Regions from separate parts of the Rattus norvegicus genome. Here region 2 is linked to region 1. The links are chromatin contacts, called in public Hi-C maps. All regions are on one chromosome and are shown on one strand. The core of a region is the stretch at or near the end of the contact, and the rest is flanking DNA. Distances in the headings are between cores, read along the strand shown. Region 1 has its middle 160 kb from the start of Map3k1. Region 2 overlaps LOC102554307 (a long non-coding RNA gene).

What was found. A called contact is a pair of places that touch in the nucleus more often than the background predicts.
Region 2: a Hi-C map of liver shows a contact between it and region 1, with 2.9 times the contacts expected there. The contact joins two enhancer-like sites. A contact is called at or near these places in 2 of 12 Hi-C or Micro-C datasets (Schwann cells and liver).

Annotation. Positions count from the first base shown.
Region 1 is chr2:45,304,608-45,310,469 of GRCr8, forward strand. No RefSeq gene overlaps it. Among named protein-coding and RNA genes, the nearest start is that of Map3k1, 160 kb to the left of the region's middle. Within about 2 kb of position 2,099, at least 13 of the 93 cell types and tissues checked have an H3K27ac peak or open chromatin away from gene starts, as enhancers often do. A contact at or near this core is called in liver, where this site is marked.
Region 2 is chr2:45,412,039-45,417,900 of GRCr8, forward strand. All of the region lies in intron 1 of LOC102554307 (a long non-coding RNA gene), which reads left to right. Among named protein-coding and RNA genes, the nearest start is that of Ankrd55, 230 kb to the right of the region's middle. Within about 2 kb of position 3,038, at least 25 of the 93 cell types and tissues checked have an H3K27ac peak or open chromatin away from gene starts, as enhancers often do. A contact at or near this core is called in liver, where this site is marked.

The DNA of each region.
Region 1 (5,862 bases), core at 849-3,348:
CGAACACTTCAAACCATTTTCACTGGTTTGAAGCATTGCCTGTGTACCCTTAACCTTTTCTGATCAAGCTGTTGGTAGAAACTAGGATTGCATGTAGATTTTCACTAATAAGAATGTTTCTATGAACATGTTTTATAGATATGAGCTCATAGAAAGCTTGGTCCTAGTCTAGTGCATTGACTATTTATCTAGTAAGAGAGTACCTGACACAAAAGAGGGGTCCAATAATGAATATTTGTTAATCTCATACATATATGGTCAAATAAATGGGTATAGACTTGGCATAAAATAGGACTTTGAAATGGTGTAGAAAAACGGAAACCATCGAATCAAATAACTGAAACTATTGATCATATCACAACTGAAACAAACAAAAAACTGAATGGCAGAGGAAAGGCGAACTGGTGAAATGGGGGAAAAATGCGTGAAAATGTCAGGCAAACTGTACAAGACCCGTGCAAGACCAAGCCAGTCAGCATTCCAACATTCTAGCATGGAGAGCGGAGGGGCTTGTGATTCCCTGCCCCTAACTGAGGGATTATCAAGTCCGTGGCTTCTGAGAAATGGAGTCAGTTTTCTGTGAGTGTGGTTGCTGTGCTCTTGTGGATGACCCTGTACCAAGAGTATATGGGCAGCATGTACGAGTCGAGCTCAGTGATGTATAGATATAGACAGACATAGGCATAGATATATAGATGATATATAGCTATATAGCCATATCTCCATAAATATATAGGTATATAGATATACATATAGATTAACATACACACATACATATAAGAGGATACAAGGTTTGAAGGGGCAAGGGATTATAGTGTGGATCTAAGAAGAGTTGGTAGGGAATGTGAAAGTGATTATGACCAAAGCACATTGTATGTATGTATATGTATGTGTGTGTGTGTGTGTGTGTGTGTATACACACATATATAATATAATATATAGTATAATATATAGTATAATATATAGTATAATATATAGTATATAGTATATAGTATATAATATATAATATATAATATATATGTGTGTGTATGTGTGTATATGTATGTATGTATGAATCCTTTAAAATGAACAAAAAATATTTAAAACATCCAGTAAAGAGTTACTGTCCCTCATTGACAGGTGGCTCTTATAAATCAATGAAAAGAAATGAGCAAAGACTCTGTGCTTGTTAGCCCCACACATGCTCACAATCTACACAATCGTGTTTGCAGCATTGCCTGGGTTTCGGTGGGTAGTTCTTGCTCAGAATCCTCATGCGGTTGCAGGCTGTTATTAACAAGGGTGCACACTCCCCACGTTGGCCTCTGTCAAGCCTGCAGCTGCCCCCGGATGCTCACTGCAAGCTACTTGTGGTTTTATTGAGCTTCAGGTCTCACACAGCATAGAGATAAGGTCCCAGCAGAAACATTCCACCAGCCAGAGTTTCAAAAGTCCCTGGGGGAACTTGTACAGCTGGTACTAAGAGGGCAGCTCAGAAGTCACAGACACACTTTTGCTGTAGTTGTCCAGTCAAGCATACAGCTCTGCTCCAAGGAGAGAATCAAATGCCCCTTCCTCAGTGCAGAGGCAGCACATGGAACACAGGAAGCAACAGCACTGGTGGTGGCTGCCCCTGTAGGAACGGCACCGGTGGCAGCAGTCTCTGTATGCTGTTCCTTCTCACATCTACTGCTTGCTTTCTGTGCTGTGCAGGAGACATGATTTCACTCGGTGCTTAGTGGCCGTGCTCCGCTAGTGTGTTTCCTTTTTAAGTCCTATGTATTTCCTTCAAAACCAGCTTGTTTCGGGCAATCTGTAGAGATTTGCCTCTTGAAAATGAGTGACTTCGATACACACCTTCAGGCCCATCTGGTGGCTTTTAAGAAATGACGCACAGGGCACCTCCCCTCCATCTTTGAATTGTACCCTGTGATTACTGAGTTACAGGAACCAGTATCACGTTTGCTAGCAGTATGTGTGTGCATGACTGTGTGTCTGTGTGCACACGTGGGGTTTGGGATTAAAAAGATGGCTTCGCATTTATTTGAACGCTTGAGCAGCCCAAAGGGTTCTGGTGTATAGGCCCTGCCTTGGCCAACTCCTGTTATTATCTTGCTACGGAAGGTCATGCCAACTGCTTAATTACACGGAAAGTTATGAAACAGCCCGGGCAGCAGAACACTGATCAGCTGTGGGTTCCTAAAGGAAAATAAACCCTTCTTGCAGCAAGGATGGCTGCGAGCCACCAGGCGTGTCTGTCCGTCCATGCCTGCATGTATAGCTCCCTTGTATAAAACGGGTGCCTATGGTTGGGCAAAGTCCTGGATTCACCTTTCTAACAGAGCTATGGGTCATAGCACAATAGAACCATTTTAATCAGAGCAAGATTATATCTGAGCACTTCTAGTCAGACTTTTCCTTTCATTGAATGTAAACAATTAAACCTCTCTGTGGAGGCTTTCCTGCTCACTCCACAGTGCACCACAAAATAACCCTCCAGAACACTGAAATGGGCATCATTAGAGAGACTCTGCTCACGCAGTTTCAGGTCCCCTGACTTATTTCCCTTCAACCACCACCTTCAGGGAGAAACAATTGCTAAGAGATCTGAGTTTATGGAGGAGAGGGTTCTTCTGGTTCAGTATGTCAGGATACTGCCTGGCTTGGCTTCATTCTGTCCTTAAAAGCACACAGAGTTTTGGACTTCTTTACACATTGCTTTGTTTTATCTGCCTTCGTGGAGAAGACTCCAAAGGTGGCCTTTGGGAAATTAGAGGCTGAGGGGAAGACAGACTTCTCGAGAAAGAGAAGGAATTTCTGTGCTGAATTCAGAGCCGGTTTCACAGGAGCAAGTGGGATCCTCTCTAAGTCTTGCTTCTACAGGAAGGAGCTTGCCCACTGCGGAGGGGTGGGGTTCATTCTGATTTCTCTGAAAGCATTTGGAGACGGAAAAGAACAGGCTCCAATGCCAAAAGACAACTTTAACCCTCTGCTAGCAGAGCCCAAGGTCAACCAAAGGTCACAGGAGCAGTGCTGAAATCGGAGGGTGAGCAAGCCCCCTCCAGGCTGCCCTGATGCTGCAGAAATCGATAGTTGAAATCCACTTGTTGGCTCTAAGGCCGACCTGCGATGAAGTGGTTCGAGTGCCCAGCAGGTTGCAGAGTAGACACTGATACAGACTCGAGCTCCCACGGCTGCCCCGCCCCTTCTTGAAACCTAATTTAGACCATATCAGAGTTTTCATAAAGACATTCCTGATACCATTGTGCTGTAAATCCTGTCTGATCCGACCTTCAAATACTTATGCAAACTGAAATATGTCTGGAAAGAAGTCAAAACAAAACAAATATGCCGCACCGCCTCTTTGCAGCAGGCCCCTCCCTCCTCATTTGCATTTCAGCTCAGACCTCTCGAACCGGCTCCCAACTGTTTAGGACAGTTAATTAGTTATAATTGCAGCGACTGTTTCTCTGAATGCACTGATGGCCTTATGTCTGGAAGCCAGCTTAGCCGGGAGTTTTCGCATGTCTGAACTGCGCTGGTAGCATTATTTTTGTGAAAACTCATTACAGGATAAACGCAGTTAGTTTAGTCTCGGTCAAGACCTGCCTAGCAATAATTCGCTTTTCTTCAAACATCTACAGGTTGTTGTGTTCCGGGAGCTGTGACCTCCGCCTCTGCCTTCGCTCTGTCATTACAGTGGGCTGTTTTTTCCCCCTTGGAGCATTTTGGGTGAAGCGATCTAACTCGGTTTCGGATGCGGCGTGCTAATGATAATTTGCGTCACCTGCAAGTTGTAGCAACATCGAGATCTCGTGGTCTATCTTTTGGCTCGTGACACCGTGTAATTAGAGAGAGTGGAAGCTGGGAGAGTAAAGTGACTGTGAACTCACATTACAGTGCTGAAACCAAAGGGAAGAGAAGAGGAAGTGACTGTTTCTGTTGAGGATGGACTGCTCTTTTACTCCTACAAAGGAACGTTGCAATCTTCCAGATTTCAAGGGGAAATACAATGGTTTTTGCCTACCCCTAGATTATTAGTGGTTTTAATCCTTTCATCTAACATGCATTGAACACTGACAGAGAGTTCTGTTTAGAGAGAGGAGAATATCTCATTTGCCTTCAAATATCGTCCTTTCTTGGGGGAATTCTGTCTTGTGTGGTAGGTAGGCAGGGTAGGCACCCATTAGCCCACTCAGTGGATCAGGAAATGGGAGCTTGGAAAGGTTAACCAACTCACCAGCCTGTGGTCCCAAAGCTCGTGACAGTCATGGTTAGGAACCGAGGATCTGGCTCTATGCCTCATCTGTCTTCCTTCCATCTTTAAGACTGAAGAGTGAGGAAGTAGGACATGTAAAAAGATTCAGGTAAAAACAAGATGGCAGCCATAGTCCCATCTCACGGATCTACTGAGACCTGTCTGCACAGGACTAGATATTCTGTTAAGAGAAACGCAAACAAATGAGGAGGCGTTTGGGATGATAGGAGTTCTTTAAGACCAGGGCCCGTGAGCTTTGCACAGGAGACACTCATCATGTCTGCTACATCCTTACTTACCTAGCACCTTTTAGTGTCCTGAAATCAGGCAGGGGAGCAGGTTGTGCTGTTCTTACCACACTCTGTATGAACTGTAGTCACTCAGCTGACCTGGGAAGATATCACGGAGGCTATAAACATTGAGCAAAGGTCTGAAGAGACCAGGGTTAGGTGATCAGAGTCCACAGATGAGGGGACAGTGACTCAATTTGCTTGGCTCAGAAAGAGAGCAATGTAGGTTGGAGAGATGGTTCAGTGAGTAAAGACACCATGAGGGCCTGACCACCTGAGTTTGATCCCTGGATCCCATGGGGGAAAGATGTGTGTGTGTGTGTGTGTGTGTGTGTAATATATATAATATATGTGTGTGTTATTCTTATAATCTCTCTCTATATATGTATGAACATATACATGTATACATGTATACACACACACACACACACACACACACACACACACACACACACACACGACTAGTACTGAATGGAAATGTAAGCTATTGTTCTATCCACAAAGCTGACCTTTTTTGTGCAGAGTAAGAAGGGGACAGAGGCTGGCCTGCCAGGGCTCTTCAATAAGAATGCCAAGAAGAGAGCAGGGCGGATTAAAGCAAGAGTTGTGGGCAGCTTTAAACTTGTTGGGCCAAACTGACGATGGGGGTGGCTGCTCTGTGACTAGAAGCAGGGCCGGACTTCTAGGAATGTCACCAACTCAGTCATCAGACGGAGCCCCACGCTTTGCAGTTCCCAGCGGTGGGTGGGATGAATTCTCTGTCACTACGGCCACCTTGGAATTCTCTTTCCCTTTGGAATAGCAGGCCCTGCATTTGCAGTTTGCACCTTCTAGCAGTGCGGCGGGGTCCTGAGCAGGCAGCTTAGTCTGTTTATGCAGCTTTAGAGTACACTAGTGTTAGGAGAGTAATCTGAGCATTAGACCAAGGTGAGGAATTATGGGTATCAAACTGATGACCTGCCTGCAGAAGGCAGGTGAGAAAAGGAAATGTTTTCCTTATACATCAGCTGACTTTAAAAAGTTCCTTAATTTGGTAGAAAAATAGGAGGGGAAGTACCAGGAACTATCAGTTCTTGGCTCCATTGACATTAAACTGTGTAGGAAGAAGAGAAAAGCGCTGAGCTAATTTATTGTTTGTTTGATATTGAAGTATAAATAGCCCAGATCTCTTGAGTTTCTGAGCACCTCAGGGGATTTGCATAGTCTAAAAAGTAAGGATCATGTCATTTAATATTACTACAGAGTAAGCCTTTTGATCAAGATACAGGTAAAGAAAGTTTTACAGACTTACTCAGATTTGGGGGCTCCTGGGGATAGGGCAGATATTCTTTTATT
Region 2 (5,862 bases), core at 1,788-4,287, 110 kb after region 1:
GTTCTGGAGGTTAGAACAGCAGTGCCACAGGACCGATGTCCCCAGACAACCTTGGATTATCATGCTTTCTTTGAGCTGCAGGTTACTGGTACTAAATCTAAACATCTCCACAGCCTTTGTCTTTTTTTTCTCCAGAATGTATTTAAGTCTGTGAGATGAAAATTGAAAATTCAACTTCATATTCTCAAACCACCTACCTCCTTAGCCTGGCTCGCCAGAAACATCCATTTTGGAGTCGTCGAATTCAGAATTCAACCAGGCCCTCCTTCAAAAGCCAATGGCTGAGCTACTAAAGGCTTGGTCAGGGTTTTCCATAGGGTCCCAGGGACAGATGGGCAGGGAGGGATATGTCTAGCCACTCCACTGGGGCATACACCGAACCGGTCTCATTTTCAGAAGAGCAAACAAATACTCGTGTACTCCTAAATGCTTCCAATGGCAAAAGTCAGGCCAAAAGGCAGGATGTCTGCCCTTGGCTTCTATTTAAGGATCGTGAAGTTCAAACAGAGATCTCCATTTAGAATTCATCTGCCCATTAAAACTGCTTCCCAAGTTATTATCTGCAAGGAAGTGGACAAGGCTTGAATCGTTCTCTGTACTGGGCTTTGTGTGGAGATGTTTTGCGTGTGTGTATAATTCTCGCCGATCGATTTTACCTTGTCAAAACAGAAAATGTCTGTCAGACACAGGATGAGGGTCATTAGAGAGATGTGGGAGATAGCACAGTGGAGGGAGGATCAACCGATGGCCCAGCAGTGAGGAAACAAGAGACTATTCGGGAAGCACTGGAAAGGGCAGAAAATGATACAGCGGTCACAACAGAGCCTCAGCTAGTGAATGACACAGTCATTTAGCAAATGATACTGAATGGGCAAAAAAAAATTTTTTTTCAGTAATTGGTGCAGAATGGTAGTCTGTGATCGGGGCTGATACTGGGGAGTAGTCAACAAAGTAAACGTTCAACTGGTTTTCTCCCTTCTACATGGCTGTGGTTTTCTCAGATGAACATTTCTGAAATTAGGATATGTCCAGCTGACTAAGTAATATAATGCACAGTGTATAGACACTGTTATAGACAGAAAACACAGTCTTACAATGCGAAATGCCTTTAATTGATCCGAATGTACTGTCGTGTGATTCACAATTCAAAAGTTACAGAAAACCAAACAGCCAAAGTCCTTATCTTGATCGTATTTATTTCCCTCTAGAAAGTTGTTTCTGGAAACTGGTCTAACAGAATCCTCTGTATTCTTGCAGAGTTTATCCCTTTCAGTTTTGCCCCGTCTTGTTTATCAGCAGAGCATGCTTTTCTGTACCTTGCCTTTTCTGTTTGGATAGAAATATAATTCGGAGGTTTTTCTACTGCCGTAAAACTCAAGTTCCAGACTCCCTTTGTAGTTGGGTCGCATTCTGGTTTATACGTGCAATGCTTTACTAGGTCCCTCTCTTCAACTGAATAGCCTAGAGCCAGTGAGATGGCTCAGTAGGTACAAACACTTAGTGCCAAGTTACATGACCTGAGCTCACTGCTGGAACCCACATGGTGGAGGAGACAGCCAGCTCTGCAAGTTGTTTTCTACAGACACACGCAACACCGCGCACACACACACACACACACACACACACACACACACACACGGGGTGGGGGGAGGAAGATATAATAATATTTTAATGAGCACCTTAGCTCTATCAACTTTCTGGGCTGACAAAGTTTGTTCTCCATAGAAACTGTGCTGTTTATATCCTTGTCCATATATGAGACTGCCAATTCTCTACCCTCTGTCGTATGTATGTATGTATGTATGTATGTATGTATGTATGTATGTATGCATGTATATATATTTCTCATATTATCTTTATCATTATTATAAGACAAAATATAATCTCAATGCACATATTAAATAATTGTAATAGAAACATTTTAAGAAAAGTCTATTGTTCATCAGCATATAGTTCAAAAATCTTCACAAATGAAGCACACTGTGTAGCCACCACAGGTTTCCAAACCCAGGACGGGATCACAACCCTGAAGCTCTTTTTATTCTTTTTATTTCTTTCTTAGAAGTAATCCAGTAGCTTTGGCCTTTCTCTTGGGAGTGAAACAACTGCCTTCAAAACATAATTTTAAGTTTTCTTAACAGAATTCAGCATCTTCATGCGGTTTCAGAAACCATCTGCGTTTTTTGTTTTTTTCTTTTTAAATCTATGGACTGTGCGTCCCTCATGTCTTTGGGCTAGTCATAGACTAGGATGTTGGCATTCTGTTTCTGATTTATGGACGTTATTTTAATGGCAAGAAATTTTAAGTGGCATGCTTGAGAGTGACTATTCAGTGCGTGGAATTCTAGAAATTCGGTAGTGAATTAAACAGCTCACCCACTGGAGACCAGCAGTCTTCTGTGTATTCTTCTGGAGGTGCTAAAGCTATTTTCCCCACTCTCGTTCCTCCAGTCCATTTCTGCTCCCACCTATTATTTCCAAAAACTGTGGGCAAGTAGGTTTTTTTTTTTTTAATAAAGGATTTATCATCAGCTGTCAATCAAATGTTGGGGGTTGGGTATCATCAGCAGAAAACCCAGGCGAGGGAAAAACCTGGGAAATAAGACCATCCAAAAAGACTTGGGGAAACATCTGGAAAGTGGCCTCTGGAAGGAGATGGCTTCCTGATGACAGACCCCTGCATTCCCGGACTGCTTGTCCAGTTCAGCCCCTCCCCCATCAAAGCCACCACCTCTGCTCTCTGCCCAGACACTGCGCAGAGCCCCCCACCCCCACCTCCACCTCGTGTTCACACGGGAGAGGCGGTTCCCTCAAAAACAAAAGCAAGTGAGAGGTTTTGTTTTCTTTTTTCCCCCTTCTCTCTCCCTCTGACTGGAGGGTAACCTCACACCACAGGCCTTCCAGCAAACACTCATCACCCGATAAATCATGTGACCCTTCTGTTTGCTTAGAGGTGCTGGCCCTGGCTCTGGCCTCTAATCCAGTCCCTGGTCTGCAACCAATTTCTGAGCGGTTTTCACTGGAAAAGAGAACTTGTTAGGACCAGATAAGGCCGCCTCCTTATCTGCATAGAGGAGCTCCCTGGGGCCAGGCCCCGGAGACATTAGGAGAGGCTGGGAAGCCTTAGTCGGGAACTACCAGCCCCGTGTAGCTCTGTGTAGTTCCCACACAGCATTCAGGGGCTGGAGCAGCTCTCCTGGGAGGGATTTTAGGTCTGTTTTTGAAACTTCACTTAAAATTTCACGTTCTGAAAAGCAACAAAATGAAAGTCTTAATGGGTTTCTGCTGAGAGCTTTGACCAAAACCTCTGTATGAACTACTTAAATCCTCCCTCTCCTCCCATCCTCTCCCTCCGTTCATTTTTAAGAAAGCTGCTTAGCTGTGAAGAAGGGAGCGACTGCTTTTGAGGATGTGGGGTACCTGGCCCTTGGTCTTGAGCAGGGCACCTCAGTGGGCTTCGGAACTGCCAGCATGAGCAAACCTGGCGCTGACTAGATAAGGATAAGCTGATTCTTCTCACCCTTCCCAGGCCAGGACATTAGCATTGCTGAGAAGCTGGGCTTCACAAGTAAGGGGCAGGGAGAGCCCCTTCAAGGAAAGGTTGACTGGAAACTGCTGTTCTAAAGTCACTACTTTGATAAAGTCTCAATGGCACCCCAAGTGGTGACATGGACTAAACCCCTGTAGAGTACCATTGTGTCACCTTTCCTTCTTAGTGTATATCTACTGGTCAATGGCTGGTTTCACAAGATAGACACTCCATTCGTCTTTCATTTGCTTTTTGCTTTTTAAAATTTTATTATTTTTACTTTGTGTACATGGGCTTTCTGAATGCTTGCCTGCTTACCTTGTGGTGACATAGGTATTGTGCCTCAGAGGCCAGAAGAGGGTGTCAGATCCCCTTGCACCTGGAGTTACCAGTGGCTGTGAGTCACCGTGTGGGTGCTGGGAATTGAACCCAGGTCCTCTGGAAGAGCAGCGTGTTCTTCACTGCTGAGCCGTCTCTCCAGGTCAGGTTCCTTTTCCTTTTTAAAGTCGTTATCCACTGCTCTCCTTAGGCAGATGTCTTGTAGAAGGAACATGGAACTGAGGACGCACAGACGTACTGACATCTGACTGTGCGGAACTGGAGAGAGCAGGTTGGGTGAGGAAGCAGGAGAGTGACATGAGTATTTTTCTAGACAGTTATTCAACAAAACCATTGTTCAGATGTCATTTGAAAGCTTGGCCTGACCACGGCCCCAGGATTCAGTTTTTTTTTTTTTTTTTAACCTCTGCACAACGAGTTGGGAATCCAGCTACAGTCATGGTGTCCTTACTGAAAGTCTTGAGGAAGGGCTGGTCGAGTGGCCAGAGCCTTGGTTGCAGGTCAAACCACTGCAGTTCAGAAACATCTCTTCAGGCCCCTAGAGACAGCTCAGGTTGGTGACAGGGAAGGTGTGTGTTACCCAAAGACATCAAATAGTAGTCCCTCTCCAATGAAGGTTATGTCGCCATTTTCTTCATCTGGGTGACAAGACAGTGAGACACTTTGGTATCAGGGGTAATGGCCACAGATTCGCCACGGCTCTGGCCTGGATAGTACAGGGTGCCTTCAGCTGTTAGGTATTAGAACAAAGGTGTCATTCTGCACAGCACAATGTCAGGGGGCTTCCTGGTGATCCTCTCTCCTCTTGAGCATGGAAACAACATGGCTGCTTCCATAGTCCCCGCATAATACCTCACGTGGTCATATTCAAAGACAGAAAGGAGAGGAGTTTTGCTATTTAACCAGGGAGGAATTTCCCATACACACACCACACCACAGCTCAAGATAATCATGTGGCCACCGTCATGTGACCGTTCTACTCTGAAGGCAGGAAGCATGCTTAGATCTGCTCGACTGTCACATAAAACTTCAGCTAGTCATCTGCCCGAGTCTTGGAAAGAGCCAAATTTCTCTATGTATTTTACTGTCTGCAGTTTGAATAAAGTCATAATTGTATCAGCAAACAAAAGACAAGTCTAATGGCTTCTCAACAGACCCCAGGTTGCACAAGATCATTGCCACCGACAGAGTTCTAGTAATTTCTAAAGAGTCTGCGGCACCTTCAAACTGGACTTTTTCTCCCTACCCTGACGCTCATAAAGCCTGACCCGTGGGGCATCTTCAAAGAGTCCGCTGAATTCAGCAACTTTGCAGTGCCCGTCGGACTTCCAGTCTGTCTCACTTTGAGTGCTTATGGCTTTAAAAGGGAGATTATTACCACAGGGGCTGGACTGGAAACCGCTTCGCTGACAGGTTTAAGAGTCTTAGTAAAATAAACATCAGAAAAGGCAAAAGTGTGCAAAATGGCAGGCTTCTCTCTTCTCCTGAGGCTCAGACTGGCAAAGCGGGAGCCTCCGTCAAAACAAAACAGAACTTGGCAGACGGTGGTGGAACTTGTGCTGACCGTACGAGGGAGGCTGAGGAGGGCAAAGATGGGGCTTTCCTTCTAGTCGGGCTTATCTTTCTACAGAAACCTGCCACACTGCCACACTGCCACACTGCCCTCCATACCTGTGCGTCTGGTTTATGACTTAGACTGTCAAAAAAGCCTAGAGTTGTGTTTCTGTTTTCTGTTTTTTTTTTTCCCTCATGCACAAACAACACACAAACAACAGCAAAAAAGACAGAGTTTCTCTTAAACGTGAGGCTTGGACCTAACTGAAGTCTTTTTCTTTGAATCTGGCCAAATCTGAACTAAAGCCAACACATGTAAACTAGAAGCCATTTGAAAAGGAGTAGTGTGCGTGTGCGTGCACGTGCATGTGGGTGTGCGTGTGCTTGTGTGTGTGCTTGTGTGTGTGTGTGTGCGTATTCCCAGCACTTTCCCAGTACAT